Regions from separate parts of the Mus musculus genome. Here regions 1, 2 and 4 are each linked to region 3. A link is a contact called in public Hi-C and promoter capture Hi-C data. All regions are on one chromosome and are shown on one strand. Each heading gives the region's core, a stretch centred on a gene start, on an enhancer-like site or on the middle of the called end of the contact. The rest is flanking DNA. Distances are from core to core; before and after follow the strand shown.

What was found. A called contact is a pair of places that touch in the nucleus more often than the background predicts. Capture Hi-C pulls out chosen DNA fragments and counts their contacts.
Region 1: a promoter capture Hi-C map of liver shows a contact between it and region 3. The contact joins the promoter of Abcg4 here to the promoter of Upk2 in region 3. A contact is called at or near these places in 1 of 39 promoter capture datasets (liver) and 3 of 9 other capture datasets (adipose tissue, liver and pancreatic islet).
Region 2: a Hi-C map of stem cell-derived neural stem cells shows a contact between it and region 3, with 2.3 times the contacts expected there. The contact joins the enhancer-like site here to the promoter of Upk2 in region 3. A contact is called at or near these places in 17 of 39 promoter capture datasets (3T3-L1-derived adipocytes, the C10 cell line, the HPC-7 cell line and 11 more), 6 of 15 datasets of contacts at CTCF or cohesin (CD8 T cells, the NIH/3T3 cell line, embryonic stem cells and 2 more), 97 of 484 Hi-C or Micro-C datasets (the AML12 cell line, B cells, the C2C12 cell line and 55 more), 25 of 115 datasets of contacts at active chromatin or transcription factors (the 230-238 cell line, the HPC-7 cell line, the SCID.adh cell line and 17 more) and 5 of 9 other capture datasets (adipose tissue, embryonic stem cells, liver and 2 more).
Region 4: a contact with region 3 is called in a promoter capture Hi-C map of adipose tissue. The contact joins the promoter of Pdzd3 here to the promoter of Upk2 in region 3. A contact is called at or near these places in 1 of 39 promoter capture datasets (the HPC-7 cell line), 1 of 115 datasets of contacts at active chromatin or transcription factors (microglia) and 3 of 9 other capture datasets (adipose tissue, liver and pancreatic islet).

The regions. Positions count from the first base shown.
Region 1 is chr9:44,286,525-44,290,132 of GRCm38.p6, forward strand. It overlaps Abcg4 (ATP binding cassette subfamily G member 4), which reads right to left and starts at 1,720. Exons shown (of 15, transcript NM_138955.3): 1 at 1,490-1,720; 2 at 692-941. The coding sequence starts at 929.
Region 2 is chr9:44,636,704-44,639,964 of GRCm38.p6, forward strand. Ddx6 (DEAD (Asp-Glu-Ala-Asp) box polypeptide 6) reads left to right here. Exons shown (of 14, transcript NM_181324.3): 14 at 1-3,261. Among named protein-coding and RNA genes, the nearest start is that of Ddx6, 33 kb to the left of the region's middle. Within about 2 kb of position 1,313, at least 36 of the 459 cell types and tissues checked have an H3K27ac peak or open chromatin away from gene starts, as enhancers often do. A contact at or near this core is called in the 230-238 cell line, cortical glia, liver and 4 more, where this site is marked.
Region 3 is chr9:44,453,050-44,456,495 of GRCm38.p6, forward strand. Upk2 (uroplakin 2) reads right to left here and starts at 1,718. Exons shown (of 5, transcript NM_009476.2): 1 at 1,582-1,718; 2 at 1,013-1,144; 3 at 746-884; 4 at 434-504; 5 at 1-60. The coding sequence starts at 1,657.
Region 4 is chr9:44,249,388-44,253,023 of GRCm38.p6, forward strand. Pdzd3 (PDZ domain containing 3) reads right to left here and starts at 2,077. Exons shown (of 11, transcript NM_133226.2): 1 at 2,053-2,077; 2 at 1,611-1,638; 3 at 1,396-1,469; 4 at 864-1,075; 5 at 456-645; 6 at 224-360; 7 at 1-52. The coding sequence starts at 2,068. It overlaps Nlrx1 (NLR family member X1), which reads right to left. Exons shown (of 10, transcript NM_001163743.1): 10 at 3,326-3,636.

The DNA.
Region 1 (3,608 bases), core at 470-2,969, 170 kb before region 3:
TGGGGAGGAGAGAGGAGGATGGGGGAACTCCAGTGTTTCTAGGCTTTGGGCTCTGCTCTGCCTCTTACTAGCAGGGGGACATTGGTCAGGTTATTCAACTTCCCCAAGTCCCAGTTTCCTCATTGGTAACACGAACATGACATCCCTTCTGTCTGATCCCCACCCCTCCCGATTCCAGGGACTGTGGCAATTCGAGAATGGAGTAAGATGGCTGGAATGAGAACATCTTTAAAAATAGGTGTAAGGATACTGTTGGACCTTGAAAACAGCCTCCACAGATAGAGTGGTCCCCTTCCCCAAACCGACCTTCACAGGCAGGGAGAGAGAGAGAGAGAGAGAGAGAGAGAGAGAGAGAGAGAGAGAGAGAGAGAGAGAGAGGACTGAGAGAGAGAGAGGACTGAGAGAGAGAGAAGACTGAGAAAGAGAAGACTAAGAGAGAGAAGAGACTGAGAGAGAGAAGACTGAGAGAGACTGAGAGATTGAGAGGTCATAGGGTCTATTTAGAAGAAAAAGCTTCAATAGCTGTTTGAACTCCCATAGTGCTGGCAGATGTGGGGAGCAGGGATCTTGTACCTCAACTGCAGTTGTGCAGTGAGGGTTAGGGCCCACAAAGCTCGCAGAGTAGGGTATCCCCAGGACTTATGCTCCTGGAAAGGCAACTCAGGGAGAGTCCCATGGGGCTGCCACCTACCCCGTTTGCGCCAGCAGGGCCCCTCCCGCACGGAATAGGACAGTTCCACGAACTCGATGTCCACAGCAGAGCGCTTGGGCAGGTGAGAGAAGCGCTGTGCTTCTGTGATATGGTTCTCCACCTTCTTTAGGTGCGTGGTCAGCACAGGGGGCTCTGCCCCGTCCTCCAGTGTCACAGCCATGGCCACAGCCCCAGGGCCCAGTCCACAGCCCACGGCCTCCAATGCCTTCTCCGCCATCACGCAGCCGGCCTGCAGGAGAGGGCCTGCTTAGCTCCGGGCAGACCCTCCAGCCCTTGCTCAAGGCGCCATAGCTTTCCGATGCTGCCCCGCCTCCACTCCTCCCACCCCAGCCTCCTTCTCCGGGCAGATCCCCCAACTGTCCGCACCCCTTTTCCCGCCGGGTCTTATGCACTCGGGCAGCACACACCCGGTGGTGCAGTGACACTCAGTTGCGACCTCGCCTCGTTCCTTGGCAGTCTCAGCCTGGCCTTGCTCGCCTGGCCCATCGAAGCTGTGCCCGCTCCTCCCTCCCCGCCGCGGCCTTAATCTCCTTACCCCACAGACAAGCAGTCCCTGGGGGCCGGGCGAGGGTAACCACCCGCTCGGAGGTCGGGGAAGCTAGGAGGCACAGGGTGGGCCGGGGGAGGCTCTGGCCTCGGCTCCGAGCCCCTCTCTGCACGGACTGGCACCGCTCCTCGGCCGGCCTCCCCATCCCGCTCCTCCGGACTGTTCCCCCAAACAGCGACAGACCCCAGACCCTCCAAGCCGACCCTCTTGTCCCCTGCTCGCCTGGTCACCTTGACGCGTCTCCGGCCGCTGCGACGCAAGGATGCTCAGCAGAGATGCTCAACCGGGATGTTCGACCCGGATGCTCAGCGTTGCGGCGCGGGAGGTGGACACTCCGGCTCTCTTCACCTGCCTCTGGCTGCGGCACCCGCGCCCCGGCTCCCTGTCCCGGTGGCCCGGGCCGGGGCGGGGCTAGGCCAGGGCGGGCAGTAGAGGAAGGCAGGGCTCGGGTCAGAAAGGATGACACAGTTGCGGAGAGATGGTTGAGGTCCCGCCGCGATCCCACTTGGATGAACCCGCCGGGTTCTCGTAGTCTGGTCCCCAGCGCCTGTCCTCTGGACCTAGTCGGGCGGCAGTGTTCTCTTCCAAGCTTCTGCTCGCTGGTCCTGCTGCTCTTAAAGGGCCCGTACTGCCCCTCACTCCGCGAGTAGCAAGGATGGAGGTGGTGAAAGCTATGCCTGCAGAGTTGGGGCCCGAATGGGGCCCTTTTTTGGACCTAGGACTGAGGTCAACCCGGAGGTCACCAAGGGAGGGAGACTTGATGTTACTCAGAGAGGCAGGTCCTTGAGCGGTAGGTGCCCAGGGGGGTTGGGAAGCTGTCGGTCTATCTGCATACACAAACCCCTCATTGCTTATCTCTTGCAGTTCAGCTTTGGAGCGCAGCCCCACCCAACCCTAAAGTACAAAGGACTTGAATGTATAATTCTTGAGACTTTGAGACAGCCTCTCACGCCTCTTCACATCCCCCCTCTCTAAGGGCTCAAGAGGACACTAGTTATGAAGAGACAGGGGATAGTAGTTATGACAAAGCCTGCAGGCAGCTCCAAGGTTAACCTTGACCCAGTCACAGCCTGCTTTGGCCATCAAAGTCTTTATTCTATTCGACCAGCCAGATTCAGGTCTCCAAGCCAGTATAGGCTGATCTAAGAGGCTGCAGTCCATACATACACAAAGCTCTTCAGATTCTGTCTTGGACGGCTTTTCATAGACATGGACATTCTCTCTCACCTACAAGCGTGGCTGGGTCCTCAGAGCGCTTACACCGCCCCCGCCCCCGCACCCCGCCTACTTGCTTTGGCCCTTTCTCAATTACTCTTGGCTCCTGCCTGCCCTATCCTCTATTTCTTTAAGGGGTCAGTAAGTCACGTGACCTGAGCTTTTTAGTTCCCGCCTGTCACATGCAGAGACAGATAGGAGGTAGGTAGGCTTAGGTTCTGGGTACTGCTTCCACTGCTACTGCAGCGGAAGATGCTAATAATCCAACACCAGCCCCCAACCCTCGCCCAAACCTCTCTGCAGCCCAGGAAACTAGCGACCCTGCAGGACATGTCCACACCCACCCTGAGACTATGAGGTTCATGGGGGTTTGGGATCCAATCTTTCCCAATTTCCCTTCATCCCTGTCTCACCTATGGTCATTCCTCAGGACCAATCTTCGAATTTTCCAGATGGACCCTCTATTCTTCAAGTTAATCTCCAATACCTCATGATAGACAATACCCCAATGATTGCTTTGTATGTAAGCGCGCGCGCGTGCGTTAGGGTCTCACTAACTCAGGCTGTTGCTGAGGCTGGCTTTGACTGCCCAGTCTTCCCCCTCTCTTGGGTGCAGTGACTATAAACATGTCACCAGGCCTGTCTAACATAAGTACTTACTGAAAAACTACTATAAACTGTACACTCTTCTCAGATAATCTTAGTACTCCATGAAGCAGGGTTTTTGCTTTATTTTGTTGAGACAGTATCTTACTATGTAGTTTTGGCTGGCCTGGAATTTGGTAAGTAGACCAGGATGGCCTCACACTTCTAGAGATCTGCCTATGACGCAGGGTTTTTTTTAACTTTCCTTTGGAGAAAAGAAACTGAGAAATAAGAAGATTAAGCATTATGCCAAAGGGTCAGGCATAGCAAATCCAAAGGATAGGTTCGAAACCCAAAGTCTCTGGTTTTACCCATTTTGCTAACCTGTCATCTCAGAACCCTATTTACAAATGGACTTCAGGATCCCACATATCCCAAACTTAATGAAGACATAACATTTGGCATATTTAAATTTTATTTCTCCGTTTTGAGTTTCAAGGATCAGATCAGATATGCAGGCTACCAGGCTTGCACAGCTCAACAGCCCAG
Region 2 (3,261 bases), core at 63-2,562, 180 kb after region 3:
TTCGTTGCACTAACTGCTGGTCTTTAAAGATGTTTTCTGGGGAAAGGGGACAAGGAAGGAGGAAAAGAAAAGAAGGGGAGAAACCCTAAAAAAGAGAAGAATTTGGGTGAACACATGCACCTGTCTAAAGTTCTCCACTAGCTGACTCTACTGCATTTCAACTTCTCCCTGATTATTCATCCGTTTTTAAGCCTGAAGAGCTTATTACTTATTTGTGCGAAGTGCCTTATGCTACAAGACCATTAAGAATATCATCTTTACACACAGCCCAAGGAATCAACAGAGTCATGTTCTATTTTCTTTTTTATTTCTTTGCCTCTTCATTTTGGTTTCACGTTGAAGTCTCACCTCCTGTTCTACCAGTACTCAGCCCAGGGCCGGAAGGTGGACTAGTGATGGCAGCGCCATTTTCCTTTTCTTTATATGGAGGAGTTGATTCACAACTGCAGTCCATCCACACTGTACATACATGTATTTAAAAAAAAAAACAATACCAAGTAAAATTTTCTTCCGGGCTGAGTAGACGTACCATCGTCGCTCCCAAAGGAAAGAGCAGCCTCTCACTGCAGGAGCCAGATGACAAGCCTCTGTGCTCTACAGCAGAACACTACGCTGGCTCACACGCGTCCATGAGCAGGAAGGCACTCGCTGTAAAGACTTGTCGGAGGGAGCCTTGACCTTCTTTCCTCTGTGGCAAAGCGTGACCCGTAGAAAATTGGATGTGTATACTTGTATAAACTTTGTAAATAAGTTTTTTTTCTGGGTTCATATATATATATATATATATAAATATATATATATACATACATATATATATATTATTTTTTTTGGATGAAGGTTGCTGGGATTAAGGGATTAGAGTGATTATGGGAGCAGCTAAAGATGAGAGGGGCTCAGTTTTCTGCAACACTAAATTCTAAAAAGTGCTTTGGCCTCTAACTGTAGGAAGCAGACCTCTGCAGGCTCTGTGTTGGAAAGGGGCCAGAAGCCCGGCCACACTGCTCTTGTAATGAATGCACAGGCAGCGGTCTTAGCAGACAGCAAAGGAGCTTTGCAAGGCTGTGGTCCCTGGGGGCTTTGAGAAGCTCTGTGGTTTGGCTCTCCTGTCCTAAACGTTTGAGGAACTTCCCAAGTTCTGCAAAGGGGAACAAAGATAAATCTTCCTTGGAGTGTGAGAAGTGTACAGAGTGCAGTCTTAGAGGAGAGTGTGTGGAGCATGGATTTTTATGTCACCGGACCAGCCAGTGCAGCCTCGGCGGGCTTGGCAGTTGTGGAGCCTAGTTATCCGCGGCCCCTCCTGTTGTGTGTGAGCAGCGCCCTCTGCCTATCTTGATAAATACATTTTTGCAGGAAGGGGCAGCCCGTTAGAGCTGTTAACGTCCATGTCCATGCTGCAGAAAGCTGCTTGCTGCCCGTTCTCTGTGCCGCACTAAGAGTTGCTGTCTGTCGTTTTGCATTGTAAATCGCTGGCAGATGCCTTAGGTGGTAGTGTTGCTTTAAACTGTGCCCCTCCCAACACGCTTGATGTTTGGCCTGATCTCCAGGCAAAAGGAGGGAGATGAATCAACCAGTGAACTTTTTTTTTAAAAATGTTTTTAATTCCCTTTTAACCCAGTATACTAGGTCAGGAGGCATCTAGGGAACAAAAAAAGCAAAAAACAAAATTTAAAAAAAAATTGATTTTCATATTCCATCACTTTGAAGACCTTAAAACTATGACAAGGTATGTTGAGTCTGCTTCCATGCTTAACTCGTCTGAAGAGAGGAGTCAGTTATTCAAAGTTGCTTTGACTTTGCCTAGTTCTAAAGCAAAACTATTTGTGACTTATCCCAAATTCTTTGGGGATCAAAATCCTACAGATGCCTCCTTATCAGAGATAACCCTGACTCTGTAACAACTGTAGCAGGAGCTGCACGGTACAAATCCCCAAAGGCAAGTCCAGTCAAGTGTTGGCTACAAAACAAACCAAATTAATAAGGAAGTCACTTTTTTAGGGAGGGTGGGAGTGGGGTCTTAAAAACTCGTTATTTTGACCAACAGATCTTGCCCTTGTACCGATGCAGCTCTCCTCCTTCCTGCCTTTGGCGAGATGAGGGATCGCTCCGTAGAGCAACATGAGCAGGAAAGGAGTACAAATGCAATCTGCTGTCTCGCCAGAGGGCAAGTGGGTGATCAACAAAGTGCAGTCTCTTGCCAACCTTGGACTGCTCTGCCAGGTGCCACATGCCTCTGAGTCCCTCTTAAAGCACAGACTCCATGGGGGAGTGTTCTGAAGTACAGCCTCTGCTGAGGGTGGCACTTGGACAGCTGGGCACCCACCCCGGAGATCGCTGTCTGAAGAGGCGGTGCTGGGGTGGTGCTTAGCTCACTTGAGCTGTTGTTAATGGGAAGATGCCCTACTGACCAGGTCAAACCCTGGTTGGGTTTTTTTGTTGTTTTTTTTTTTTTTTATCCTTTTTGATCCCTCTTAATAAGGAATATTGCTACTATTGGAAATTGTCTTTCAGGTTCTTTCCAGTAATTTTTAAAGTAATGGTTATGTTTTGGTTTTCGCCAGTAGTTCATTTCGATAAAAACTATGTCCTATTTTTAATATCCACCTCAATGCTTTTAGCCTCTGGTCATGTAGTTGTGTGATAAGTAACAGACTGTTACACACTTGCTGCTCAGGGCCTGTTTTTTTCTCTCCCTTAGTGTTCTGAACATGAAAGAAACTTTCTTAGGAATGGAATACATTTACCATAAAATGTTTTTCCTGGAAAGGAAAACCTAAGTAGCTCTAAATTATTTCCAGGTGGGCACCAGCATCATAACAATTGGTTGGCCCGGTGGGGTGGGGTGGGGTGGGCTGGGTGGGTGGTTGTCATACTCGTTTTCAGAATGAGATGAGGGCATCTTTCCTTGGCCACCTGCTTTGTGCTGGACACCATCGTGCTCGGTGAGAACAGAGCACAGCACAGAGTTTGGAGTGACATGTTGGAAACAAAACATCTCATTCTGATCATTTGGTTTATTTTTTTTTAATAGGGGTGGGAGGGGAGGGTACTGTGTCCCAAAAGGGAGGGTGTCTGCACTAAGGATTTAGAAACACTTTGGAAGCTCATAACCTCATGGGAAACTGCCTTTAGCCACACACACTCCTGACCTTTAGATGAGTAACAAAAAGATGAAATAAGTTTGTGGGAATTAAGCCATGTTATTTTAATTGGATACTTTTTTTTTTCAACTCTCTGTGTATCTTTAAAATTGTTACTGTGGAA
Region 3 (3,446 bases), core at 468-2,967:
TGATGACCACCATCCCTCCTGTCCGGGCCATTCCTAACCCAATAGACTCCATGTTTTTTCCTGTCAGAAGAAGATGGGAGAACCTCTGTGAGTTGAAGGGGTTCCTAGGTAGCTCCTGTGGTTCACAGCTTAGCCCAGCCATCCAAGTAGCCGCCAGCATCAGTTCAACTGGTCATCCAGCCAACCAGTCAAGCAAACATAGACCCCCCTCACAGCAACACTTAGGAGCCACCAAGGAGGACATCATCCCTCTGCACAAGGAACCTCTAGTGCAGAGATGATTGAACAGGACAGGAGGTGGCCATACCAAATACTGGGGGGTTGGGGCGGGGGAGAGAGAGCGACTGAGCGCTCAGAAAACAGTTTATCTAACTTGCTCTAGGAGAAAAAAGTCGGAGCTTAGGGAAGTGTGAGAGACGGGCATTTTACTTACGAGGAAGCGTGGACATGGGAGTCTCTGGACTGGACTCGGTGGATGTCCCCTTCTGTACTCGGTAGGATATGCTTTAGAGGCAGGAGTTGAGAGAAAGCAGAGATTGTACGTATCTGGCACTCGGGAGGAGGGGTTCCAGCCTCCACCTTCTAGCTATGTGTCCCATCTGGGCCCTCCTGGGGTCCAGGTTCACATTTCCTACCCTTTAGCTGTGCCCTCTCTAACTCATGCTTCCTGGCACTTCCCCACCCTCACGGGACCTCCACTTCCCTTTTTTGCATCCCACCTCCACAGGTGTCCATCGGTACCTACTAGTATTTGGTTCCTGGTGTTAGGTTTGTCACCTGATATGCGCTGAGCCTTGTGACGGTGTAGCCAGACCCACTGTCCACCACGCTCACAAGCTCCCTGCGCCCGCGACATGGAGGCACCACAAAGTCTGACTTAACCACTGAGGGGAAATAGGAGTGAAAGGCAAGATCAGATTTCTAGCAGTCCACTCTTGTAGAACGGGCAGCTCTTGGGTATCGTTAAGAGGGGTTACGACGAGTAGAATAAATGGGTACAAGGGAGGTCTACCTTTGCTGTCGTTGGCTCTCCGGACCATCAATGTGGCATTACCTCCCGTGAGGTGACATGGGGGCAAGGCAATTAACAGGCTTTCTGTTAGCGCCGGAGACAGCAGACCAGAGAGGCTTGAGATGTTGAAGTCTGTTAGGGAGCCGAGAGGGAACTCAGGAGTTAGCCCCCTCTTAACTCAGAGCTGGCGGGGTGGGTGGGTGGTCATTGCTAAGGGTGCAGAGACAGAAGAGGAGCGTGTGGATCTGACCACCAGATGGCAGGCTTGAGCTGCAGATGGTGGGTACGCCGCGCTGTTTGGGAGCCAGACTAGACCATGGCACCCAGACTAGACCATGGCACCCAGTCAGTCCCCAGTCTCGCCCAACTCACACAAACCTTGGACACTTACCCAAATTTCTTGACTCCTGGATCTGGAAGAAGCCCAGGAATTTGTCACCTGATCCCTACCACTAGTAACTCTCAACCCCAACCAGCTAGACCAACATTCTGTCCTTGAGAGCCCTGGGGAGACAATGCTCCCTGTCTAGCGCTCTGAAACCCTCCTCGCTCCCACCAGCAATAGAGACCTGCAGTCCCCGGAGCCAGGACAGCCAGCAGAATCAGGATCAGGGGCAAGGTCTGGACAGGCAGTGTGGATGCCATACTGCGCTGGGAACTGGATCCTGGAACAGGTGCTGACAGGCTGGGGTTTCCTGGGGCCAATGAGGCCCTGCCCCAGGATAGCTGATTTTGTCTCGGAGTGGGAGGGGCTGCTGGGAATCCAGTCCAACTTGCCCCTTGGGCACTGTAGCCTCAGGGAGGGGCCCCAGACAGGTTTTTCAGGCTGGGGAGCTGGCCCTCGGGCCTAAAGGGGGATGCTCTGGCTGGGTCCTGGCAGCTTAGTTAGCTGCAGGGGAGTATGGCTCTTTCTGGAACTCCCGCGACTGAAGGACAGAGTTCCTCTGTCTGAGTGTCTGCCTCCTGGACTGTAGAGGGTGCTGTCTCCAAGGAGGTAGGCGTTTTCCTAGGAGAGCCATGAGTTCTAAAATTGCCCTGGTGTGTAGGTGTAGGAAAAGCCCCAAGGGTTGAAAGGGCTTTGGCTAGTAAGGATGGGAGAGGAGGGGGTTGGTTAGGTAGGGTGGGGATAGCAGAGCCTGAGATCCAATTCTAGTATTTAACTGAGGCCTAAGAAACTGCGACTCTGGGAGAAGCGGAGGGTATCAGTGTGAGCCTTCAGATTTCTCCAGAAGGTGGAGACAAGGGAAGTTAGTGAAGGCTTCCAGGTAAACGCAGGTCCAGTCCAGCAAGGCTAGTGGGCAGTGGAGTAGATACAAACAGACTTGGACAGCAAGCGGTTGTGCAACGGGTAGCGAGTAAAGCAGGAAAACCTTAGGAAACAAGACCAGGGGCTGGGCGATGGTGGCGAATGCCTTTAATCCCAGCACTTGGGAGGAAGGTGGATTTCTGAGTTTGAGGCCAGCCTGGTCTACAGAGTGAGTTCCAGGACAGCTAGGGCTACAAAGAGAAACCTTATGTTAAAAAAAAAAAAAAAAAAAAGCAAAAACAAAAACAAAGCAAAAAGTAGCAACAACAAAACCCTTCAAGACAAAAACAATCCTGTAACCAGGAGCAGAGGAGGTGGAGGGCTGGGGTGTGGCTCAGCGGTGGACTGTGTGCAGGTCGCTCTGGGGTTCGATGCCTGGGACAACAGTTGGGGAAGAAACACCATCAGCAGCCACAGCTCCTCTGGTTCTCTCCTGCCCCAGGCTAACTGGGAGAACTGATGGAGGTTCTCCAGCCATGGACGAGTGACGTGGCCCCACTCAGTCACCTCTCCTCTAGACGCTGGCCAGGGGGCTCTGCATGCCCTCCTGAAAGGCACTGCTTTTTATAGATGCAGAACCTGAGACTCAGGTTGTCACTGCAAAGTGGCTGCAGGGGTGTGGGTGTCTCAGCTAGGTGAACTCGATAGGACCTGAGCTCAGACCGTCAGGGTCTGCTCCAGGAACCACCCATTTTCCCCAACCCCAGAGAAAGGTCCTAGTGGAAAAGTGGGGGCCACTGAAGGGCTGATGGGGTTCTGTCCTTTCCCCCATGCTGGGTGGACTTAAAGTCTGCAATGTGTGTAGGGGGTAGAAGACAACAGAACCTGGGGGCTCCGGCTGGGAGCAGGAGGAACTCTCACCAGACGATCTCCAAATTTACTGTGCAATGGACGATCAGGAAACTGGTTCAGATGTAGCTTCTGATACAGTGGGTCTGAGGTAAAACCCGAAACTTAATTTCTTTCAAAAATTTAAAGTTGCATTTATTATTTTATATGTGTGCCCATATGTGTGCCACAGTGTCTATGTGGAGGTCAGAGGGCAAGTTGTGGGCATTGGCTCTCTCCTTTCATAATGTGGCTTCTGGGGACCAAAATGTCAGGCATGGTGGCAAGAGCTTTTACCTG
Region 4 (3,636 bases), core at 827-3,326, 200 kb before region 3:
CTACCTCCAGCCCTGCCACCAGCAGAGTCACCTGATCTCCACTCTGCCAAAGCTGTGAGGGCAGAGCAAGAATGTAAGCATGGGACATCTGTGTGGGACAGAAAGGCAGGCATCTAGCTCCTCCCGGGGACCCGGAATGAGGGCAAGCCTCATGCAAACTAGAGGGAAAAGAAGAGGGTAAGGAGGGAGAGTTCATGTAGGGAGTCACCGCAGGAAGCCCTACCTTCCTATTGAGCTGGTTGTATGTGAGCTTCTCCACACTGGCCCCATTCACTTCCAGCAGCCTGGCTCCAGGGGGCACCCCTGCCCTCTCAGCAGCTCCTCCTGCACTGAGCACCAACCAGAAAGGACCTCGACTTCCTAAAGGCAGAAAAAGTAAGTCCCAGCCTGCTGCCTACCTAGAACCGAAGCTAAGCTCCCCAACCCTGCCCACCCATAGCAGGCCCTAAGCTCACCGTGGGTGACGCTGAAGCCAAAGCCGCCTTCATCTTTTACTACATGGCACAACCGGGGCCTGACCCCCGAGGGTAGGGTAGGACAGAGGAAAGCGTCACTCCCCTGCAGAACACGCGCCACATCATGCACGTGTTGTGCCAAGACTGTCAGCAATACCCGGGGACCGCTGGCCCGGATGTAGCGCACTACCTATAAAAGGGGACACAGGAGAAAAAGGTTGGCCCTCTGAAATCCCAGGATCCCCTAGAACGTGCGTTTTCACTGTGAAACCCACGTCTGTAGTTGCCTTCACTCAATCTTTCTCCCTAGGTACCTCCAAATCATGGGGTCTGAGGAGAGTGAGGCTTGGCCCATGAAGTGCTATGGAATGTTCTTTTGTACCACGAGGAGTCCCAGCCCAGCCTCACCACCGCGTGGTCCTCATGTGCCACAATATTATTGTTCACCGCTAGGATCCGATCTCCTTCCCGGAGACCCTGGCGCTGGGCTGAGGTGCCCGGATCGACCCTGCACACCACATGGTCAGCCTTGCCTAGATGCTGCTGCAAATGGAACCCAAAAGTCTTTTCCTCCTCCTTGCTCAACAGACAAAAGCGAGGCCGGTGCAGGTTCCAGGGATCTGGAGGAGGAGACAGGTAGCAGAAAAAAAAAAAAGAAGGAGGGGGCACAGCCCTGGTACAGGGGCATCAAAAGACTGGCAGACCCTGCTTTCCTGTGAGAGCGCTGGTCAGCTTCCAGCCAGTGAGAGGGCGGGCTTTATAGCTGAATGAACTCTGCGTGGGCTGGGAGGCTAAAGCAAAGGGATGTCTTCCCCCTCTACTTCTGCTTAGTTACTGATATCAGAGGGAGGCAGTTAGCAGTTACCAAGGAGATAGGAGGCTGTGTGGCACCCTAGTGTCTCTAGGGAAAGGAAACAGTTGCCAAGGGTGAGGGGGTTACCAGATTGGTCCTGGTCTTCAGCGAGGGAGAGGACAGGATTGTCAATGCCCAGCCTTGGATTAAACTTAAACTTCCTATAAGGAGGCAGGAGAGGCAAATAAGAGGTGCTGGGAGCTGGACTTGGGTCCCAGATTCTACTTTAGGTGCTGCTGCCAGCTGAGAGTCGTCCCCCCCACCCCCTTCAGTTGTTCTTCTCCAGCCCTCAGACTACTTACAGAGTTAACAAGGCCGTGTCCCGAAGATCTGCGGGACAAAGGAGAGTGAGAGGAGAGACACACTCCCCACCCCACCCAGAGACGGGACTCTCGTGATAAAAAACCAAAAAGGTTTAGGAGAAACCCAACCCCTTTCCATTCTGCTTCTCTGTCTTCACACACACACACACACACACACACACACACACACACACACACACACACACACACACACGGGTGCTGACTCCCCTGTATTTTCCTCCCCCAGTACTGTGGAACATAAATCTGAGCCTATCAGCAGAAGGTGTGGGCCAGGAAGATAGATCTATAAGCCCACCTCATTCCTATTCCTATAGGGCTCCAAGCCCCGATAGCAAGTGTGTTCTAGACCCAGAGATTCCAAATCTGCCCCCTCTGCCGCCACCCCAAAGTCCCCTTTCAAGGATATCGCCTTACTTCCTACCTGCAGCTGCCTCCATAGTTGGATCACTGACCCAGGACTTAAGAGTAGGGACAAGGTTCATTATAACCAGCTGACCCTCCCACCTGCCCCCTCCCGAGTCACGCCTTCTTGAAGACGCTGCAAGGAAGCATTGGGGTAATGGTTAACAGCAATGGGACTTATTCTCTGCAAAGTGCGAGTGTAAGTTCCTTCTGCCCCCAGGTCTTGCGCCCTACCTCTTACGACGCTCAGTTGCTCTTATGCACAACAAAAAGCAGGTTACTGTCATCTCAAGCTGGGGGCAGTAGGTATGAAGGGTTAAAGGAATTCGAAGGCCCAGCAAGAGCAACCCCATCCCAGGCGCTCACACCCGGGCCTTCCAGCAACAAAGTTATCTAAAGATTCTTGAGCCTCTCCTTTTGCCTATCAGACTATTCAAACGATGGATCTCAAAGACTGGAATTCCTTCAGGAATCTTAAACTGGGCAAGAGAGAAGATGAAGCCCCGAGGCCAGCCAGAACTTGTCTGCCAAGAAGAAGTTTCATGAAGTTTGGACAATTTGTCAGACCACGGAGTTGGATGGATGGACTGGAACAATCACTCAGTCCTGATGGGACTGCTCAGCACACTAAAGTCCACGGGTGCACCCTGAAAGATGAGCTCTTGGGTTGGGATTGTCACCAGACCTATTTATTTGTTTCTTTCCCAGGGTGACCACCTCAAACAAATCTCTTTTCTCTGCTTTCCTAAGCTTTATTTTTGTTCATTTATTTGTGTGTGTGTGTGTGTTTGCATGCATGTGTGAATAAGAGTGATGAGAGAGAGACAGAGAGACAGAGAGAGAGAGAGAGAGGCAGAAGGTACAGTTGCTCCACAGAGGCCATGAGAGTATTGGATCTCCCCACTCATCCCCACCTCCCTACCCCCCACTCATCCCCACCCCCTACCCTCCACCCATCCCCACCCACTCCCTACCTCACCCCACCCCACCCCTGCCGTCATGTGGTTGCTGGGAATTCAATTACTGTCCTCTGGAAGAGCAAGGCGTATCTGAACCTGCTGAGCCATCTCTCCAGCCCTTCTTCTCTGCCTTTTCACTATTCTCTTTTTAGCTTACTGAGCATGTGTGGCAGAGCTCAGCTTGATGGGGATGCAAGTGGCCAGGCATTAACACCAAGAACTCCAGCAACAGGACGCTACTGCCTGAGTCTGGTGGCCAGGGGCCATCTGCAGTAGAAGGTAAACCAGATTAGCCCTTTCTTGGAAGCACCAGGCAAGGAAGTGGAGACCACAGGGGTGGAAGACACACGGCTTTTTAATAGCAGCAAGGTGGGCCCACTTGTCCCTAGTAGCCTTGGAGCCATCGATCCTGTGCATTTGAGACTGGGAAAGCACCAGTGTGAGGGCACTCTGTGCCCAGAGGTGAGCGTAAGGCAGGATGGAGAGCTGTCCAGTACATCTGCTGGCTGGCAGAACCCCCCAGCATAGCAAACACAATCAGAGGAGGAAGAGGCAAGACTGGCGGTGGCATCACAGGGCAATGTGGCCACTAACGTGCCATACCCTTAGTCCTTCTAGGCTAAGGGAGAAGTGACATGTTCCAT